Regions from separate parts of the Sus scrofa genome. Here all the other regions are linked to region 1. Evidence: chromatin contacts called from public HiChIP or PLAC-seq data. All regions are on one chromosome and are shown on one strand. Each heading gives the region's core, a stretch centred on a gene start, on an enhancer-like site or on the middle of the called end of the contact. The rest is flanking DNA. Distances are from core to core; before and after follow the strand shown.

The links. HiChIP or PLAC-seq counts read pairs in DNA pulled down with a chosen protein or histone mark.
Region 2: a contact with region 1 is called in an H3K27ac HiChIP or PLAC-seq map of skeletal muscle. The contact joins two enhancer-like sites. A contact is called at or near these places in 14 of 47 Hi-C or Micro-C datasets (alveolar macrophages, embryonic fibroblasts, epiblast stem cells and 9 more) and 2 of 2 datasets of contacts at active chromatin or transcription factors (alveolar macrophages and skeletal muscle).
Region 3: a contact with region 1 is called in an H3K27ac HiChIP or PLAC-seq map of alveolar macrophages. The contact joins the promoter of NMT1 here to the enhancer-like site in region 1. A contact is called at or near these places in 4 of 47 Hi-C or Micro-C datasets (embryonic fibroblasts, heart right ventricle, liver and 1 more) and 2 of 2 datasets of contacts at active chromatin or transcription factors (alveolar macrophages and skeletal muscle).

Annotation. Positions count from the first base shown.
Region 1 is chr12:18,246,484-18,250,775 of Sscrofa11.1, forward strand. No RefSeq gene overlaps it. Among named protein-coding and RNA genes, the nearest start is that of HEXIM2, 14 kb to the right of the region's middle. Within about 2 kb of position 2,063, at least 75 of the 83 cell types and tissues checked have an H3K27ac peak or open chromatin away from gene starts, as enhancers often do. A contact at or near this core is called in alveolar macrophages, liver, retroperitoneal adipose tissue and 1 more, where this site is marked.
Region 2 is chr12:18,352,569-18,356,860 of Sscrofa11.1, forward strand. It overlaps DCAKD (dephospho-CoA kinase domain-containing protein), which reads left to right. Exons shown (of 5, transcript XM_005668727.3): 2 at 2,708-2,820; 3 at 3,149-3,352. The coding sequence starts at 2,709. Among named protein-coding and RNA genes, the nearest start is that of DCAKD, 17 kb to the left of the region's middle. Within about 2 kb of position 1,708, at least 5 of the 83 cell types and tissues checked have an H3K27ac peak or open chromatin away from gene starts, as enhancers often do. A contact at or near this core is called in skeletal muscle, where this site is marked.
Region 3 is chr12:18,335,597-18,339,888 of Sscrofa11.1, forward strand. NMT1 (glycylpeptide N-tetradecanoyltransferase 1) reads right to left here and starts at 1,830. Exons shown (of 12, transcript XR_002337086.1): 1 at 1,694-1,830. DCAKD (dephospho-CoA kinase domain-containing protein) reads left to right here and starts at 2,058. Exons shown (of 5, transcript XM_005668727.3): 1 at 2,058-2,249.

The DNA.
Region 1 (4,292 bases), core at 813-3,312:
TGAGCTCCGCTGAAGGCAACAATAACATCTCCTTCTTGGGGGGAGGGAGGAGCCATGCTTCCCACTCCCACCTGCCCTGAAGGCTTAGGGTCCAGGCAGCCCCTTGGCCCCCAAAGAGGCTGTCATTCTAGGGAGCCCAGTGGAGGGTAAAGATAAGGTTGGGGGGGGTGAGGGGAACTCCCAAGAACCACCTTGGAATGGAGATATTCCCTTTACAATTACGCAATGCCCCACCAGCAGTAAAATTTATGGCTGCTTCCACTTGAGAGCACCTCCCACACAGCTGGCACTGTGCTAAGCCCTTAACTTTATCTTTTTGAAGACAGGAGAACACAGTGGTCAAGAGTGCAAACACAATCAGGCAGAACCAGCTGCTACTCCAGGGCAGCAGAAGCTGTGTGGCCTTGCGCAAGTTTCTCAACCTCTCTGAGCCGGAGTTTCCTCACCTACCCCAAACTCCACAGTATTAGTCACACAGTCCCCCAGGGTCCACCTTCACTGGCTGGACCTGACATGGAGGAGCCAACAGGATCAAAGAGGAATATTTTTCAGGCCAGGCACCACAATCCTAAATAGAAGCCTCCAGCCAGGGATGAGCCTGAGAGGGCCCAGGATCCTAGACTGATCTAAAGCCCCTTCACCACCACCTTGGACACAGGAGAAGAGGAGAACCGAGAGTTAGAAGCAGAACTGGGAGGAGTTCCTATCGTGGCTCAGCGGAAATGAATCTGACTAGGATCCATGAGGACCCAGGTTCGATCCCTGGCCTCTCTCAGTGGGTTAAGGATCCAGCATTGCCAAGTGGCTTGGATCCTGCATTGCTGCGGTGTAGGCGTAGGCCAGTGGGTAGAGCTCCGATTCGACCCCTAGCCTGGGCACTTCCATATGCTATGGGTGCAACCCTAAAAAAAAAAAAAAAAAAAAAAAAAAACAGCAGAACTGGGATGCATCACAGGGACTCCCAGTCCAGTGCTCCCTCCACAACAGGCCCTCAGAGAATCTGTAATTTCTGCATACAGGCCCCATGAGACTGGTCTTTCCCTCTTGCCTCTGCTAGCAGGATATCCAGAATAAGTAAATCCACAGAGAGAGAAGGCAGATTGGTGGTTGCCTGGGCTGGAAAAAGGAGGGGATGGGATGGGGTTACCTTTGGGGTTGATGATGTTTGGAACTTAATGGAGGTGGCAGTTGTACACATTGCAAAGGTGCTACATGGCACTGAACTGCTCACTTTAAAATGGTTGATGGTTGGAGTTCCCATTGTGGCTCGGCGGAAGAGAATCTGAATAGCATCCACGAGGACGCACGTTCGGTCCCTAGCCGTGTTCAGTCCCTGGCCTCGCTCAGGTGGGTCGAAGATCTGGCGTTGCCATGAACTGTAGCGTAGGTGGCAGGTCGCAGACATGGCTTGGATCTGGCATTGTGGCTGTGGCGTGTAGGCTGGCAGCTACAGCTGCGGTTCGACCCCTAGCCTGGGACCCTCCAGGTGCCACGGGTGCAGCCCTAAAAAAAGAGGTTGATTTTATGCTACGTGCACTTCACCTCAATTAAAAATATGGGTACCCTCAGATAAGAGAGTACAAGAAGGAGAAGAGCAGGCAAGTGCCAAGGGGGGAGGGGAAAGTGAAAAAGGGCCTGGTGTGAGGGAAGGAGGGTGTTGCAGAAGCAGGGAACTCTGAGGTGGGGAAAGGACTTGAGGGAGGGAGTTTCCTAGGCTGCCAGGGAGGGTGGCCTGGAGGATGCAGCTGATGGAGGAAGCAGTTTGATCCTGTGAACTTGGGAGCCACTGCACCTTAGAGGAAGGAGAGGGAGCGGGGCAGGCGCTTTCAGCCTCAGAGCTGTTTGCTTCCCCTCGGGGCTTTAGACTGGAAGCTCCTGGGGGTGGGGGCAGGGATCTCATCTTCTTAGCTGTTTTTAATTTTCAGAGCAGAGCGTCATCAGGGTAGATAATTCCTTTAGAAACCCTGGCACCAATGGAATGAAATCAAACATGTTAAGAAGCAGGAAGATTACCCGCCGCCCACACCCACATGGGGGAAGTGAGGATGGCACTGGGCTGAGTGTCAATGCCCCCTCCAGGCAGCAGGGGGGCTGCTCAGGGCCTCAGTCACCCCTCGCAGACCCCGGGGCCCCAGAGGGGAGCACCCACCGGGGATCTAAGAAGGGCGAAGGGATTAGCTGAGCACCGTGGGCTCCTTTGTCAGACCCAGGAAGGAGAATGGGGGCTGCTACAGGAAGTAGGGGGGTGCGGAGCTCCCTCCGGAATCTATCCCCCCACTTCCCTCCCCTCGGCTTGCACAGCTCCTGCACATGCTCAGTGTGCCCTCGCATTGGGTTGGCTGGGGGAGGGCACTGACGGGCACCCCCACTTAAAGGGCCAGTGCCATCCCTGCCTGCGTCCCCCGGGGGCCATGGGACCTGGCCACCCTCTTCGCTCACACTGAACCACGTCACCTCAGACTGCCTTCCCACTTGCTGGCAGGCCCCTTCTGCCCCCTCAGCGGCTCTGTCCACCCCACCACCTCGAATACCTTGACCTCATTGCAGGCAGGGGAGGTCTGTGGCACACACGGTGTCCACCCGGGGTGAGAAGAAAGGAGGACCCCAGACCGGGGTACGCAGGGGTGGTGGGAAGCTCCCGCCGTCCCTCCTGCGAACACCTGCCTCTCTGGGGCTTGGGAAGTGGGGCACAGAGCATTCTCTGAGGAAAGGCCTGGGGAGGAAAGGGGGGTGTGTCTGAGCCAGGCTGGTAGCTTCCTCACTGAGGGGGGGTCGGTCGGTCGGAGGGAAGCCCAGGCCCTGGCCCAGCAGGCAGCCCGGGAAGGAAGAGCAGGGACCCAACGGAACGTGTGTCTGGCCCTGGAGCTAAGCTGGCTCTCCCCAGTGCTGGGCCCAGACACCCCAGCTCTAGCCTAGGTCCGGGGCCCTGAGGTCAGGGACCCAGATAGGGAGGACAGGTGACACTGACTCTACTTCACTGATCTCTCCTGACACTCGCAGCTCACACTCCTCTTTTCTTCTTGGCCCAACCTGGGCCTCTCCAGTTGGGAAAAATCAACCCACCTCTGTTGGCCCTGACCCAGAGCCCTTTGGGGTGTGTGTGTGTGTGTGTTGGGGGTGGAGAGGACCAGAGCCCTTTGGTTAGTGTGTGTGTTTGTGTGTGTGTGTGTGTGTGTGTGTGTGTTGGGGGTGGAGAGGACCAGAGCCCTTTGGTTAGTGTGTGTGTGTGTGTGTGTGTGTGTGTGTGTGTGTGTGTGTGTCTCCCGGATCCTGGGCTTCTGGGCCAAGATCGGCCAAACTCACCTGTCCCCTCCCCCGTATGCTGCTCCAGCCTGCTCGGGCCTAAGCTGCCTTCTGGACACACCCCTAGCACGCCCTCAACTTCGCGCCCACACCCCTCCCCGCCCCCCACTCCAGCAGCCCTCTGGAACCTTCTCTCCCCTCCTAGTTACTTTATGCGCACACAGGCTTTGGGTAAACAACCTTGTCCTGGCCGACCCCTCCCCTCCCCTCCCCTCCCCTCCGGCTCCAGGCTGAGGAATGCAGCAGCTGGAGGCTGCCCGTGCCCTGCCCGGGGGGGTGGGCGGGCCCTCCGGGTCCCTGGCTAGCACCACACAGGGGACTCGCCAGCCTTCCTGGAACCTAGAAAGCGGCTTCCTCTCTGAGCCTTGGGTTTTCCATCTGCAAAGTGGGGCAGTCACTCCTCTAGCCCTTCCTGACAGAGCTGTCTGGGATCAAAAGTGAGGAAGCTAAAACTCTCAGCTGGGGTTGTGGGAGGAGACCCCCCAATGCTGGGAAATTTTGCTTTCTTAAGACCCTTCGCTTCCTAGAATCTCTTCTGGCCTTGCTCCGTTGTAGAAGATGCTGGTGAGGCCTGGGTGTGGCAGGGCAGAAAGGACAGTTGTCCTGGCAACACACGGGGTTTGTCAACATTTCCATCCCAGCAGCTCCCAGGCCTGAGCGCTTCTCTCGCCCAATGCGGCCTGTCACGATGAGCTTTCCTGGAATGGAGGTTACGCTGGGCAGGCCAGGCCTCTGCCCCTCCCTGCGCTTGGTGGCAGAGCCATCGCAGGCTCACGGGGTGAGTTGACTAACTTCCCCTCCACCACCGCAGCCTGACACTCCACAGCCACAAGGTGTCTGGGCAAGGGTAGGTCTGAGGATGAAGAGCTCGCTTCAGAGCCCAGTACTGCTGATTGTCTGGCACCTGCATAACCGGGTTGACTCAGCTCTCTATTAGGCAGGCAGGTGAGGGGCTCGCCTCGGAGGGAAGTAGCCACGCAGGTGATCAG
Region 2 (4,292 bases), core at 458-2,957, 110 kb after region 1:
GATCCTCAACCCATTGAGCAAGGCCAGGGATCGAACCTGTGTCCTCATGGATGCTAGTCTGATTTGTTTCCACTGAGCCGCAATGGGAACTCCAGGATTTTTTTTTTTTCCACAGCTGAACCCTATCCTGAACTTCTCTTTTTGTAAGCTGGAGGGAGACCAACCTGGGGGCAACCCAGGTCTCAGGGAGATTGAGAAGAAGGGCTTCGTAAATAGTTGAATAATGTGGTTCGATCTCTCCATTTGGATGATGATTCTGGTGGATGTTTTCCTCTCTCCGCCCCTGGGTTCCCTGGGTGAGAATGAGCCTGGGAGATTTAACTTCTAGATTGGTGTCCTCGCCGCCCCAAGCCACCTCCTCAGCCCACATCGGAGCGGCTGCCTCCCCTGTCATTTGGTGTGTCCTCAAGAGAGGCAGACTCCTTTCAGTATAAGTGCAAGGAAGCAATTAGGACAGTAAATCTGCTGTTTAACCAAAAAAAAAAAAAAAGTCCTATGACAGATTTTAAGGTCCTGGAGAAGTGATTTCACACTGAAGGAGGGGGGGAGAGACCTGGCCTTCGATTTAATTTCTCCCAACTTGGGAACAAAGGCTAAGACGCGGTGATCATATTTACGCCTGAAAATGCAGCACGACTTCAAGTCTACTGTGAGGAGTTCCCATCCTGGCTCAGTGGAAACGAATCTGACTAGTGTCCACGAGGATGCAGCTTCAATCCCTGGCCTCGACTAGTGGGTTAAGGATCCGGCGTGGCCCTGAGCTGTGGTGTGGCTTGCAGACCCGGCTCGCATCCTGCATTGCTGTGGCTGTGGCGTAGGCCAGCAGCTGTAGCTCCAATTAGACCCCTAGCCTGGGAACCTCCATATGCCGAAGGTGTGGCCCTAAAAAGGCTAAAAAAAATAAAGTCTGTTGTGAGACAGTCTGAGGTTGTGGGAGTGGCGACGCAACTTCACGGCAGTCTTTCTCTCCGAGCCTCACAGCTTGACAGTAACCCCCACCGTCCAGCCTACACCAGCCCCCTCACTTCCTTTCCTGGGCATTTGTCATGTCAGGAGCAGTGTGCCAAGGGCCGCAGATGATACTCTTTCCATTCAGTCTGCACGACAGCCTCTGGGGGCAGCTTCTGTCATGCCTATTTTACCCCATTTTACGGATGAGAAAACCGAACTTCAGGAGTTCCTGTCGTGGCGCATCAGAAACAAATCTGACTAGGAACCATAAGGTTGAGGGTTTGATCCCTGGCCTTGCTCAGTAGGTTAAGGATCCATCATTGCCATGAGCTGTGGTGGCAGATGTGGCTCGGATCCTGCATTGCTGTGGCTGTGGTTTAGGTCGGCAGCTGTAGCTCCAACTGGACCCCTAGCCTGGGAACCTCCATATGCCGCAAGTGCAGCCCTAAAAAAAAAAAAACGAAAAAAGAAAATAGTTTCAGAGAGGGAAGTGACTTGCCCTGGGTTGCACAGCATGTGAGTGGAAATACTGGATTTGGAGAGGTCTGTGCTCCTTGCCTCTGCTGTCCTGCTCAGCCCAGGAGCCACAAATCACCACACCAGGCTCAAGCCTGTCTTCCTTTCCTGGCTCTTTCTTGGCACAGTCTGTACGTCTCTGAACCCGAGGCTTAGTAGCCACGCAGCCACTGCCTGTCACTGAGCTCCCCACCTGTGCCGCTTCTTTGAGGAGGAGGAGGGGCTATTCATCAGTTTGGACCAGCTCCCCAGCCATCCCAGCCCTGGTGCTCGTGAGCCGCAGTGTCCCAGACTAGAAAGTGGGGCTGCAGGTGTTGTGTGGGCGTCTGGAAAGTGTCCCGGGTTCACTGCAGGGGGCCAGGTGTCCCTTCCTGCGGGGAGTTTGCCTGCATAGGGTACTGCCGCCTCCACAAAGCCCTCCACTCAGCGGCGCCCGACCTTGTTCTGCCTGCTCGGCATTTTGGTTGCTAAATTTACACAGTGTTAGTTTGCCTTCTTCATGAGTGGGTTTTTTTGTTGGTTGGCTTTTTCCCTCTCTTTTTTGGCTGCACCCACAGCATTTGGAAGCTCCCAGGCTAGGGATCAAATCCGGGGCACATCTGTGGCTTAAACAACAGCTGCAGCAACACTGGATTCTAACCCGCTGTGCTGGGCCCGGAATCGAACCAATGCCTCCACAGAGATAAGCTGGATCATTAACCTACTGTGCCACACTGGGAACTGCTTTCATGAGTGTTTTTAAAAGAATAGTAGGAGTTTCTGTCATGGCGCAGTGTCAGGAACCATGAGGTTTCGGGTTCGATCCCTAGCCTTGCTCAGTGGGTTAAAGATCTGGCATTGCCTCGAGCTGGGGTGTTGGTCGCAGGTGCGGCTCAGATCCCGTGTTGCTGTGGCTGTGGTGTAGGCTGGCGGCTCTAGCTCCAATTGGACCCCTAGCCTGAGAACCTCCATATGCCACGGGAGTGGCCCTAAAAAAAATAAAGAACACTAGAGGCCTTTCCTGAAAGAGTTTTCTGTCTCGGGTGGAGCCTGAGCTCCCCAAGGCTGTGTCTCCTCCTCTGTCTTTGCCTCCCTCTCCGCCCTGCCCCCCGGCCAGTTTGGCCCCACACTGACCAGGCCTGCTCTGTCCGACAGGCCAGTCCTTCTGTCCCTGCTGTGGTGGAGCATCACAGCCAGGCGAGCCTGGCCTCCAGTGGCTCCTGGCTCCTGCCTCTTAGCCTGGCTCCCTCTTTCCCGGAAGGATGTTCCTGGTGGGCCTGACAGGGGGCATTGCCTCCGGCAAGAGCTCGGTTCTCCAAGTGCTCCAGCAGCTGGGTTGTGCGGTGATTGACGTGGACGTCATTGCCCGGCATGGTGAGTGGGGGGCGCGGGTCGTGCACAGCAGCTCCCTGGTGCTTCCGTTCTTCCTTTCAAGGCCTCAGAGGAGGGGAGGGCTTTCCGTCAGCCCCGGGCTGGTCTCGGGTTCCTGCCCCTGCTGCCCCCCCTTCCTTCCCCCCGCAAACAACACTGGGAATTCCATGCACCCTGCCCTCCACGGCTGCTTTCCCGCCCCTCCTGGTGATTTTGCTCCAAACGAAGGAAGCACCCATGGGTTCCCGCATCATTGTGCCCGTAGTCACTCAGAGTCCCCGGGCCGGCCTGGAGGCTCCAGAGAGTGACCCGGCTCCTCCTTATGCCACAGTCGTCCAGCCAGGGTACCCCGCCCACCGGCGCATCGTGGAGGCCTTCGGCACTGAGGTCTTGCTGGAGAACGGAGACATCGATCGCAAGGCCCTGGGGGACCTGATCTTTAACCAGCCTGACCGGCGGCACCTGCTCAACGCCATCACCCACCCGGAGATCTGCAGGGAAATGACGAAGGAGACCTTCAAGTACTTCCTCCGGGGTGAGGCCTGGGGCCTGCGGCCCGGGCGGGGTGGGGCAAAGCCCAGGGCCCCGGGCCCTGCTCTGCAGAAAGGTTGGCCGGGGAGGTGATCCTGCAGGCTATTGAGTTTACCCTATTCCCTGGCATCCCGCATGCAGCCCTGCACTGGCCCGAGAGAGTGATGGCCCTCGCCACTTAAGGAGGCCGACAAGTTCGTGAGAAGGGACGCTTGAGACTTTTGAGCCATGAACCTCAGGAAGCTGCTTTTTCCAGTGGGGGGCGGGGGTGTGATAACATCTGATGAATAATGGAGTCAGAGGCCTGAGCTGAAGTCCTGGCCCTCGCAGTTTCTAAAGGCTGCGTAACTGAGCCGGCCAGCCCCTCCACCTGTTTCCTCGTCTGCATCCGGAGGTTAACGATGCCAAGCTCGGGAAGCTCTCAGGGCAACTAAGCGTCCGGGCCCATGATGTCCATCTCCACTCGAACATAGACCACAGCCAGAGGCAGCTTCGGTGCTGGTTGAGACGCCTGGAGAAGTAAGAGGAGAGGTGGGGAGCCTCCAGGCGGGCCGGGCAAGGGGGGCAGGCTTCCGAGTGGAGGATAATCCTTCGGGGCTGGGCCTCGGCGGAGAGAGTCAGCCTGGCGTGTGCAGGGACCGCCAAGTGCGGTGCCTGCCCGGAAGGAAGGGGAGAGTGTTTGAAAAGCACAGGCCTGTGGCCGGTGGGCAAGAACCTTCTCCCGCAGCTATGGGTGGCCTTTCCCAAGCCACGTGCCACAGTCCACGTGCAGCTCTTCAGGGTGGCGTTGGGCCAGGGGGGTCTGATCCTCATTGTCCAGGAGGGGGTCAAATCACCAGGAGCAGTGGGAGAACAGGGACTTGGGATCAGGCAAGAGGTGGCCCAGGGCCCCCACAGAGCTGCGTGACAGCCTCTGGGACATGGATCCTCCAGGACAGGCTCTG
Region 3 (4,292 bases), core at 580-3,079, 89 kb after region 1:
GTTTGCTCAGGTTACCACTTTGTGGTACTATAAATAAAACACTGAACTTTCTGCCAAAGGGTCTCACAGAGTGATTCAAAGATCACAGGGAGTGAAACCAATGAAAGACCTACAGACACTGGTCAAGGCAAAAGTTTACCCCCGAAAACTTTGTGGTACTATAAATAAAACACTGAACTTTCTGCCAAAGGGTCTCACAGAGTGATTCAAAGATCACAGGGAGTGAAACCAATGAAAGACCTACAGACACTGGTCAAGGCAAAAGTTTACCCCCGAAAACAAAAAGCAGCTACAGATGGCAAAGGTGAAGCCGTACTTTCACTTCTGAAATGAATTTCGAATTCACCAATTCCCACGTGTGATTGGGATTTCTACTCAGAAGGGCTGCACTTTCCCTCCTTCCTGTTCCTACTTCCTCCTTCTCAGGAATCTCAAACTTCGAAACAAGGCTTTTACTACATTAGATCTGTGTGCCAAAGAACACAGTCTCATAAAAACCAAATTTGACAAGTTTCCTTTCCACCTACATTCTTGTGATTTTCAATGTCGAATGAAGAACACAAAATTAGATCTTTTAACCTAAGCATTCATCGCAAGCAGTTTATAACGACTTAAACAAGTCTTTGTTCTCCCATTGCCTCAAGGTAGCAGAATTTCTCTTAAGTTTATCCACGATCTCAACCTTCTACCTCTTACCTCCACCTCCAGGACTACCACCAACCAATACTGCAAATGTCAGGATGGCTATGAAAATTAGACTACCACATACTCAACCAAAGTTATACATCCAAAACAGTCTCTCACGACTTTCCGTTAGAAAACCTACATGTGAACATAGATAGGGAGAGTGAGGCGTTAGCGCCAGCCACTGTAACAATATGGAGAAAGAGAAACGATAGGGTGTGGCTTACAAGAGCGAAAACTGATTTGGAAGCTCACCAGGCAACCGCCTGATACATTTCTTCCACCCCAGGAACAGTTACCATTGAGGCAAAATCCTAAGTACAGTATTAAGCCACTTCTAAACAGTGTCCAAGGAAGCACCGTCAATGTCTTAAAGCTCGAGGCTACTTCACAAAGTTAACTGAGCAAAGACCTAATTACACACTACTTACGAAACATGGATTATTTGGAGCAACGGACACTATATCTATCCAAACATTATCATATAGTAATTACGTAGGATTTATAAGGTGAGTTTCTATCTTGGGATTCTCTAGGAGTGCTACTTTACAACATAATTATGGTTGGTAAAGCCTGATGAATTTCCTCATCGAAAGTGAACTGCCGTGAAACGTTTTATTATTCATTTACTGCTAATCACGCTGTTCACACAACACCTCTACAAAGTAACGTTCCTTTTGAACTGCACTGTTGGATTGACCAGTGTTGTGCCATCAAAGACCATCGCTCAACGTGCTTTTTTCCCGGACAAGCCTCAGCCACACGGGTACAACACTACACAGAACTTTTATATAATAAAAGTACTGAATGTCTTTGGGCCTTAATATACTGAGCACCCACCACCTGAAAAATGACAAAGACAGCAACCAATCGCCAGGCAGGATTCCAATATCTCAGCCAATAAGAATATGGGGGCGGGGCTACACTAAGCTCCCGGTGTCTTCCCCGCACCCCAAAGACCCAGGTTGTGGGGGACTAAACAGGAATTAGACTCCGAGGATCTCGTTACCCCCGGTTGTAGCTGTTGTCCTCCTCGTTCTCGCAATCGCTGCAGTGTTCATGGCCGTTTCCGTTCCCTTCCATCATCTGCGGCAGCGGAGGTGCCGGCGGCTTCACTGCTGTCTCACTCTCGTCCGCCATCTTGAGTTGCGAGAGCCGGCCTCCGCGCCTCGCTACATGGGGGGTTCCTATTGGACGAGAGAAATTTGCGTGATATTCTGGGTATTGTAGTGTTTGTGGCGAAGGTAGCCGTAACTAAGAGCAGCTCACTCGTGGGAAACCGAAACAAGATGGACTACAATACCCAGAAATTAAGAGGTGCGGCTGTCCTGGGTGTGGGACCAGCACTACCCGGAAGTCCTGGGAATTCGGCCGCGCCTGAGGAAAGACCAGCCCAAGCTTAGCTAGGCCCGCGCTCCGCCACCCCGGCGGCCGCGTGGCATGCTGGGAAGTGTAGTTTGATGCAACTTAAGGGTTTCAGACGTTGACCTCAGCCTGCCCTTGCTAGTGTTTGGGCCGCAGGTGAGCTGCTCTTGGCTGCAGTTAAGGACCGTTACCATTCCGGGGTAAGTAAGAGGGCCTGGGTGTGACCCACTGATACCCCGCGTGGAGCCTTCCTCGAGAGATATTACAGCAAGAAGCCAAGTTGGCTCCTGCCGCCTTTCCTTACCCGGGATTCTGTACGGCCCCTGGTCGGTAGTAGCTTAAGGCCTCATGAGAAGCGCTGGATTGTGATGTGCAGAACACTGACCCTGAGCAAGGACATCTGACTTCTCTGTCAGGCCTCGCCGCCTCTTGGCCTGCAGGCACAGGTCTCCACGAAGCTCTTCCGCACACATTCCTTTCATTCTCCGCAGCAACCCTCCACATTCACTGTGGTAAGGCTTTTAGCACAGCTCATGTAATCCTGTTAACAAATCTAGAATGTGGGCGCTATTTCTGTTTTTCAGACAAGAGATGTGGCCCAGGTTGGTTGGTAAATTGCACAGTCACATAGCTAATAAGTGGCAAAGCCAGTATACAGATCTGGATCTGTCTGCCCTTCGGCCCTCTGAATTCTTTACCACCACGAAATCCCCGTCGTCTGATACATCTACCCAAGGAAATGTTATAAGAAAAGGGGAAAAAAAAAAAAAAAAGAAATGTTATAAGAAGGAAATTTTGACATCTTAATCTATTTTTACCCTTGACTGACTGCACCAATCCCTTGGGTCTCACCCCTGTGATTGAGTAATGGCACCTGAGTCTGTTTCTTTGGGGGGAAAGGGGGATTCCTGTGCCATGTTGAAGTTCCTGGGCCTAGGATCGAACCCCAACCCCAGCACTGACCAGAGCCTCCACAGTGACAATGCCGGATTATAAACCCACTGAGCCACCAGGGAACTCCTCACACCTGAATCTTAAGGCAGAGCCCAAAGTCAAGGTTCCCATTCCTGGAGTTCCCGTCGTGGCGCAGTGGTTAACGAATCCAACTAGGAACCATGAGGTTGTGGGTTCGGTCCCTGCCCTTGCTCAGCGGGTTAAGGATCCGGCGTTGCCATGAGCTGTGGTGTAGGTCGCAGACGCGGCTCGGATCCCGCGTTGCTGTGGCTGTGTGGTGTAGGCTGGTGGCTACAGCTCCTATTGGACCCCTAGCCTGGGAACCTCCATATGCTGCCAGAGCGGCCCAAGAAATAGCAAAAGGACAGAAAAGAAAAAAAAAAAGGTTCCCATTCCTAGAGATTTCCCATTCAGGTTGGGTTGTGGGAGGTGGTGAGGGAAAGACAAGTTCTTATCATCAGAGAGCTCCAGTGGCCAAAAAGGGAAATGATCTTTGCCTTTGGGAAATTCTCAGCGTGGGAAGAGGAGTAGAGAGGGAAGAAATAGTTCCCCTCTGACTCAGGGAAACAAAACAAATAAAACAGCTAAATATAGTCAACTCTTGGTTTTAACATCAGTGGCAAGAACTGAAGTAAATATGATCCAAAGCAGCAGAAAACCTCCAATCATTTATATTTGACGTTGGAAGGCACAGACACCCACTCAGGCTGAGAATTGTTACCCACACTCATCTTTCTGGGGTCAGGACTGCTGTCAGCACAATGCCTTAAATGCAGTACAGACAAAAGGAGATCAGAGATAATAATAAAGACTTGCATGTGCTAGATGGATTTAACTTTTTTTTTTTTTTTTTTTTTTTTTTTTTTGCTGCACCTGGGGCATGTAGAAGTTCCCTGGGCTAGGGATCAAACCCCTGCTACAGCAAGGACCAGAGTCGCTGCAGTGACAACAACACTGGATACTTAACCCGCTGTGCTACAAGAGAACTCCTGGATTTAACTTTTCTAGTCATTTCACCTGTTGTAACTCATGAGGGAGACTTGAAGAAAGTCATGTCTGCAAAAAAAAAAAATCACAGTGATACCTAAGTTGTGGACCTTAGACCGGAACCCACCTCTGTCTGGTATTCTGATTCCCAGCCCTGTATTTTCTTTTCTCACAGATTCACAGAGGTTGAACAAAGGCTAATGAAACATGACTAATGAAGGGTGATTATAGAGGATGATGGTGCTGGTGTATGTGGACTTGACATTCTTGCAGGTCAAAGCTTAAGTCAGATACTCTGCATT